2 separate regions of the Gossypium hirsutum genome follow, and region 2 is linked to region 1. Evidence: chromatin contacts called from public Hi-C data. All regions are on one chromosome and are shown on one strand. Each heading gives the region's core, a stretch centred on a gene start, on an enhancer-like site or on the middle of the called end of the contact. The rest is flanking DNA. Distances are from core to core; before and after follow the strand shown.

Region 1 (4,300 bases), core at 558-3,057:
TCGAGCTTTAGGGTTGATGTAATGAAAATTCATAATTAACTAATATAATATTAGCAATTAGTTTTCATCAAATCTACCCTGAAACTTGAAAAGTTATGGTAATCATATTATATTCAACAAAATAAACAAATTCACAATTAACACTTAATTTATTCTATTAACAAAATCATGAAAATCAAACATAATAATATTAACAATTATTTTTCATCAAATTAATCTTAAAACTCAATTGACCAGTAAAATATTAACACCGTTATCTTTGAATATTAAATATATAACTTTTGAAAAATACAAGTACCACAATGAATAAAAGAACACAAATAGCATATTAAAAATGTCAAACTTGAATATAAGTTGATTTGTTGAACAAATTAAAAAAAAGGATAATATAATTATTTGCCCCTAAACTTGACAATTAGATTCATTATGTTAAATGGACTTGGATTCCATCAAGATTTGATGATGTGACTAGTGTTCTTGGAACATGACTGGATTGATCGGTCGGATCGATTAAACCGAGAACCGATCCCTATATTGGTCCAAACAAATAGGTTGAATTGATTGAATCAGAAATTGCTCAGAACTGGTAAAATTGAAAATTAGGACGAAAACTAGTAGTTGAACAGGTTGAACCAGTTTAATAATTTTTTTAAAAAAAATTATGAATTTTTAATTATTTATTTAAGTATTTTTAGTCTAGTAGTTGAACCGATCAAACTGGTTGGATCGAGAACCAACGGTCAGACTAATTCAACTACAGGTTCGGCTATTAGACTTGGATTCCATCAAGATTTGATGATGTGACTAGTGTTCTTGGAACATGACTGGATTGATCGGTCGGATCGATTAAACCGAGAACCGATCCCTATATTGGTCCAAACAAATAGGTTGAATTGATTGAATCAGAAATTGCTCAGAACTGGTAAAATTGAAAATTAGGACGAAAACTAGTAGTTGAACAGGTTGAACCAGTTTAATAATTTTTTTAAAAAAAATTATGAATTTTTAATTATTTATTTAAGTATTTTTAGTCTAGTAGTTGAACCGATCAAACTGGTTGGATCGAGAACCAACGGTCAGACTAATTCAACTACAGGTTCGGCTATTAGAACATTGTATGTAACATTCTAAGTTTGTATTATGTCATCACCTGGAAATTTTATAAAATTTTGGGTAAACTACACTATAGGTCACCCAACTATGGGTACGTTTCTTTTTTTGTCACTTAACTATAATTGTTTTTTTAAATTGGTCACTCAACTAATCGGGTTTTTTTTTGAACCATTTCCATTAAGTACCAAATTGGAGGATGACGTAACAGTTATAAAATCGATATGATAACAAATTTAGTTATTAACTTTTACTTATTATATTGATTTAATCATAATTTTAAAAACATAACTCTCAAAATTACAATTAATCATTTTGATCCTAATTCTTAAAAAAATTAATATATAAATACATAAATATTTTTATTTTTATATATTTTTTAAAATTATTATATATATATTTACAACAAAACACAATCTCATCTCATGAAAATCCTCAATCTCTCTCTCTTTTCAACAAATTTTAAATTATAGCTATGGAGAAGCTGAAGCTTTGACCGATGAAATTGAAGAAGAGTTTAGGATCAAAGAGATCCTTCACAATTGTCAAGATGAGGTGTCGTTTGCTTAAAATTTTTAATTTTCAAATGAAAATGATATTACAAAAGAAAAGGTAAATTTAAACATTCGGCCTGATCTAGTAAGAAAGATGTACCTGGTATTTATAGCCCATAGTTTCGATTTTTATATTCACTCTATATTAATTAGGTTGCTGACCCTTTCCACCACCAAGAGTCTCATTCTCATTCAATCAATAACCTCAGCAGTAAACATAATTAAAGATCAAGATGGTGGGTCAATGGACGGCGACTAAACCAAGCCGGAGCGATGAAGTTTTGGACTCGGATCAACAACAACGAATCACCAACCAGGTCAGAGCTCAGTTCGATTCGATGGTCCCAAAACGACCCACCAAACCCAACCGGAGTGAACCGGATTTGACATCCTCCAATCCCCCTTCAGATGTGGACCAAAACATACCCGAGCTTGACAAGTTACGGTCCCTTCAATCTCAATCTCAGGTACGCAATTCCTTAACCTTGTACCCCCTCATCTTTGTCTTTCAAGTTTTGGGGTCAGCTCTTTGTTTTGCTTTCATAGGCGAAGATCTCAGAGGGGGGAGCTACAGTGGAACAAGAGGAGTTTGTGGAGACACAGTATTACAGGGAGATGAATTCCATTGACAAACAGCATCACACGGTTGTTGTTTTTGTCTGAACACTGCAGTGTCTTTGTGATTTTATTTCTCATTGGGTTTTGTTTTTTGGTTATGGATGACAGACAGGAAGTGGGTTCATAAGAGTGATGAAAGAAGGAGGTGAAGGAAATGGATATGATATTCAACTGGAAAGTGGGCAGGATGCAATCAGCAAGCCTATCTTCAAAAGCAACCCAGCAACTAATGACTGGATTCCGACCCTGGAAGATGATCAGGTATTCATTTAGGGCTTAATTCTATCAAATAGAAAGAATTAAAAGGGCCATCTGTTTAATGATGTGCATATGATCAGGTCTTTGTTTCATCCAAACCGAATCGAAGTGAGGGTTGTTAGATCAACACGTGATGTTGACCAACTTTGCTTATGTTATAGTAAATGTTGTGGTCCTGGAATAACACAGAAATTGGATATGGTTTGTAATGGTTTAAACATTGTGTTCACTTTTTCTACCTTGTTCTTTGCTTAATGTAAAGGTAAAAATTAAAATCCCCAAGCAATTTCTTCATGAGCTGACTTGCTTTACACATGGCAACTTTAGGCATAGTTTTCCGTTCCTGCAAATTTGAAATTCGAACTAGTAAGAATGTAATTTAAAAAGATTTACAAATATATTTTTTAATAATTAGAGTAATTCAAAAAACAATAATTTTAGTCTCTACCCAAACAATAACAAATAAAATTAGTTGGTTAAATTCAATTATGCTAGGTTTAGTCTCTCATTTTAAATTTATATATTTTTAAAGATTAAAATTTCAATTTTGAAGCAAATTACAATCACATATAATAATGCATTTATTGTTTAAAATTTGAAAAATAGTAGAATTTAAACTTTTTGAAACCTCAAATTTTGATAAAAGATGAACAAATTAGGTTTCATGTTTAATCCCAAAAAGAAGGATTTTCTCAAAAATCACGCTTGAAAAGGCACAACTAAAAGATTATAAAGCCATGTCAAATACACGAAAGTAAATATCACGCTAGGTGTAGTAAAAATGATATTATTCAAAGTTATAAAACAAATTAAAATAAAAAGATGATGGAAGAATAATAAAAATTTTCTCCTTCATTCAACGTTCACTTGGTTTTCTTAAATCTTGAAAGCTTCAATTCTTGTATTTTATATATATATACACATATATTTAATAATATTAGAATAACCTTTTACTTTTGAATAGATTTTTAATATTTTCTAAGATTAAGGCTTCCTTTCAATGTGTTTGAACCACTTTTTTAATTCAATCTCACTGATGAGGTGTTTGGATAATACCTGCAGTTGCCCACTGAATTGATTCTCACTGTGTTACACTTCCAGTTGCTCACTGATGCTTTTTGCTTCAGTGCACTCAACGCAGGCCTTTTTTCTAATTTTACCCATGGCCATTTCTATTGTTTTTAACCTTTTCTTTCCCTTTTAATATTTGAAAAGCCCAAGCAATTTATCTCTAGATTAGGTTGGATAAATACTTATATTATATAATAAATTAATAAATATTATAATTTATAGGATAATAAGTAAATAACAATTAAGGTGTTTTAAGGTTATAACTATCATTTAAATAAATACAAATATGATAATTTATAGGATAATAAATAAAATATCAAAAGATACATTTTAATATTTTATTAAGTGAATTTATAAATTCACATGCTTTAATAATTTTATAAAAGTAAAATAATTTAAAAAACTTTTGATATATATCAATTCTAATTTGATGTTCTTAAAAGTCATTTTCTATTCTCACTTTACTGCCACAGCTGGATTTGAATCCAAACACATACTCTACCGCTGTTTCTAATCTCACCGCTACAGTATTCAATCTCACTACTACAATAACTAATCTCACCGCCACCGCTGTTTTTAACCTTATCGGAGCTAAACACACCACCCATCTAAACTAAACCTAAATTAGAGTGCGTAAATAATAAAAATTAAATTATTATAAATAATAATCAAATTAATATAATAAATAA
Region 2 (3,995 bases), core at 1,156-3,655, 400 kb after region 1:
ATTGGCCTACCGTAACTGAAATGGTGAAAGCAAATCACAGGCTTTTGGTCTTTACTTCTGTTGCTTCAAAGGAAGAGGGGGAAGGGATTGCTTATCAATGGAAGTACCTATTGGAAAATGAAGGTAAGGATTAAATAGATATGAAACCTTTGTTCATGCGTTCATGTTGTATACTAGCTATGTAGTAACGCCTTCATGGCAGCTGGAGATCCAGGTGTAAAGCGAGGCTCATGCCCCAACAGAAAAGAATCACAGCCGTTTAACTCGAAAACTGCCTCTCTTTTCCTTATGAATTACTTTCCAACTTACCCAATTGAAGATGAAGCTTGCAAAGAGCATTCGGCACCACTTGCTGACATGATCCGCACTTGCTACAAAGCAGCTGGGAGTATGATGCCCAACTTTTTGGCGGTCAACTTTTACTTGGTATTAAGTCGTAACTTATATCTGTAAATTTATTTTTTTCTAAAATATGCAGAGCACTAACCATAACACCACATAAATCATGCAGAGGAGCGATGGAGGTGGTGTTTTTTATGATCTGGATAGCATGAATGGTCAGAGATTATGTGGATGTAATACCATTGCAGCCTGCCAGGTTTGTCCGCATTGGCCACAACCCTTCTTCCCCATGCATGGTTATTGTTTGTTTCATTTAAAGCTGAAATTTGTTGAAATCTCTGTTTTGTTCTCATGTAGGCTGGGGCACCCTTTGGATCTTGTAAGAACATTTCAATGCCTACACCGAGCCCAATGACAAATTCTGTCGGAAGCTTTTCCGGACCTGTTCAGCTCTCAACATCCACTTCAACAGTCTATCATCCTAATCACTTTATTATTGCCTTGTTTTTATTTCCATGGATAATTTCATTATTTTTCTAGAATAGATAGTTTTCAGGATAAAATCGAGTCATCTACACCTTTAGGAGGGCTTATAATATATGTTGCTATGTAAAATTTTGGGTCCTGGCTTATCGAGGAATGCGTGTTAGAGTCATAGAATTTGATTACACAATCAAGAGATTTCTTGAGAGATTCTTCTGTTCAATTTATTGAATCAACAAATTCATATGACAATAATCGAAATCCCTAGAAGGATGAACACCTTAAACAACAGGTAACATGGTGGCGACTGCTCCGACGTTTAATGGCAAACCTTGTGGTTTTATTTGAAGAGCTGGTCGGATAGTAAGCAAACCAATGAAACAGTCTAAGGAAACTCTAGTTCCCCACACATTGATCGACCCTAGTTTACGACATTTATTGACAAGAACAAACAGCCCACTTTCTGTAACATGACGGCAACTCCATAGCACGATGCTCTGAGATTAGATAATGAGAGAAGAAAAAACTCAGTATCTCAATCAAATTTTCTGGAAAAAGCAAAGGGCGATCTAACAGGTAACTCACCTTTAAATGTGGACAGCTATGGGCAATGGCGGATAAGGATTCATCGGTGATAAATGTACCACCAATATTCAGGTGTTTCAAGGAATTGGCTCTGGTTATCTGTTAAGAAAATCAACTTCATCATATTCAAGTTAAGGAGATTGAGTAAATAAACAAGGAAAAAAAAAAGGGTTTTGGCTTACCAATTGAACAACACCTTTATCAGTGATCCCTGTCATACCCCAAAGGGAAACTGATGTCAAGTTGCTAACACACTTTGCTAATGAGATTTGGTATAGTCCATTGTCAGTTATTTGGCAACCCCAACGACTCCTTGAACTGTAATTAAAAGCAGACTCAGAAACAGGGGGAGCCTGTCTGTAAAAAAAGTTGCAGGGAAGAAATGATTACATGTCGAGTTCTTCGAGGCTATAAGCATGACGAACGAGACGAGAAGTGGACTCATCGTCCATTTTACAACCAGCAAAACTCAGGGTGTGTCTTCTAGCCAGAGCCTGTTTCACCCCTTGTTTCCATTTCCTACAAACCCCACTTGCCCTACCATATTACAACAATAACATAATCAAGTTAAGCCATCCGATCCATAACTATCTATTACCACCAAAACATAATAAATAAAGGAAAAAGGCAAAAACTTACTGGGCTAAATCGGTGAAAGAAGTGATCATCACCAGTATATGAGCCAACAAGTCTATCGGCAACCGATCAATTTCTGCCTCCTCCTCCATTCTCTTTACACAACACAGTTTTTGTTTTTTGGGGAATTTTCCTTTTAAGGTTTCGTACTAGTTTAAAATGAAGCTGACAAAGGGGAGTTGAAAGTTACATGGCACTTTAATACATACGATCGACATAACCCAAAAACATGTGGTCATTGTTATGTCATAATTTCATGAATCTATCGTGAGGGTAATGATATTTTAATTCTTTGATTCGGAATTTGGATTCAACCGTAGGGACTTTTTAGAGATTGACAAAAATAATAGGTCTAATTCTATTCTATCCTTAATACTTTTTTGAACTTTTGAAATTTAGTCTCTCCATTTTTAACTTTAAAAATTCAACCCCTTTAATTTTTATTTAGAAATCAAGGTCTAATTGGTACTGTTGAATTATCAATTAACCTTTGATTTTAAATCAGACAAGTAGAGGACCAAATTTCTCGAAATAAAAAGGGACTAATTTCCAAAGTGTGAAAAATATAGAGACTGGGAGCATATTTAAACCAACCAAATATCATTTCTTTGGTGATGGCGCCTTTGCTTGGCTATGTTCTCATATTAGCTGTCATTTAACCTATGTCTTTGTAATTCCCACATGGCCTGGGCCGCCTCATCCCTTTCTTGTCTAATCGGCTTCTTTTTCCTTTTCTAATTTTATTTTAGGATTTTCTTTTTGGAAAAATAAATTAACTTTAGGAGTTAATTTAGGCTTTTTTTCATATTTAAAATTCTCTCTATATATATAATAAATAATAAAATAATATGAATTAATTAATAATAAATATTATATAAATATAAAATTTGTTTAAAAGGTTTGTTAAATACGCTATCCATTTTACCGCATGACCTGTTTTTTATATTTATTTTTAAACAAATAAAAAAGAAAGTATAAGAAGAAAAAAAAAGTGTGTTTCAGTTTATTGTTTAAAAAATAAAAAAGTATTATCAAAATATAAATATAAATCATTTCAATATTTTTATAACTTTTTATTAGAATATCAATTTAAATTATAATAACAATCTTATGTATTTTCTGCATTTATTTATATATATATAAAAAGAGAAATTAGAAATTAAAATATTTTTATAAATTTAATATAAGGATAATTATTTGATATACCGTCAATAAAATTTTTTAGATTTCACAAGCGAATTTAAAGTGCCATAAGTGTCATATATATATATATTTATATAATTAATTTTTTTATTTTTATTACACTCTATTCTCTATAATATATTTATCAAACCCTACATGACTCCACTAATGATGTATTAAATAAATTTTCTTAATATAACTAATTATAAATATAAAAATGATTCATCCAACACCTACACCATATCATGTGAACCTCAATCTTTTTTCTACACACAAACTTAAACGGGAATGCCTACAAATATGGTTTTTGGTAGCCGCCAAAGGACCTTATTTAAGTATTATGGACATGTCCCATAGCAATTACTACAACCAAATAAATCACCCTCGTCCAGTGGTGGAGTTAGAAATTTTTTGGGGGACGAAATTAAATTGTATATTTTTACAATAGTAAAAATGTAATTTCATCATTTTAATAGTCTATATCTTTATAATTTTTAAAGGATTAAATTATTTTTTTATTATTTTTGGGGGCCAAAGTACAATTTTACATTACTAATTTAAAATTTTATAAATTATAAAGGGCCTAAATAGAAAATTTTCCATTTTAGGGGGGCCAGGGCCCTTGTCAACCCCTTTTTGGCTCTGCCACTACCCTCATCCATACCATTCTCATTATCTTATGTACTCAACATAACCTAATGTATACGTAAAAGCTCTTGTGGTTATTGTACTTTTCTCTCATATTTTGTAATATCGACGAGTCTTGT

Evidence for each region. Hi-C and Micro-C count contacts between places; a contact is called where the count stands out from the background.
Region 2: a contact with region 1 is called in a Hi-C map of leaf, with 4 times the contacts expected there. The contact joins the promoter of LOC107925120 here to the promoter of LOC121224096 in region 1. A contact is called at or near these places in 4 of 34 Hi-C or Micro-C datasets (all in leaf).

Annotation. Positions count from the first base shown.
Region 1 is chrD12:30,301,576-30,305,875 of Gossypium_hirsutum_v2.1, forward strand. LOC121224096 reads left to right here and starts at 1,808. Exons shown (of 7, transcript XR_005921586.1): 1 at 1,808-2,131; 2 at 2,211-2,309; 3 at 2,391-2,543.
Region 2 is chrD12:30,704,604-30,708,598 of Gossypium_hirsutum_v2.1, forward strand. It overlaps LOC107925120 (F-box protein At5g67140), which reads right to left and starts at 2,406. Exons shown (of 5, transcript XM_016855694.2): 1 at 2,050-2,406; 2 at 1,801-1,947; 3 at 1,593-1,728; 4 at 1,411-1,509; 5 at 1,024-1,322. The coding sequence starts at 2,138. The coding sequence ends at 1,107. It also overlaps the pseudogene LOC121224493.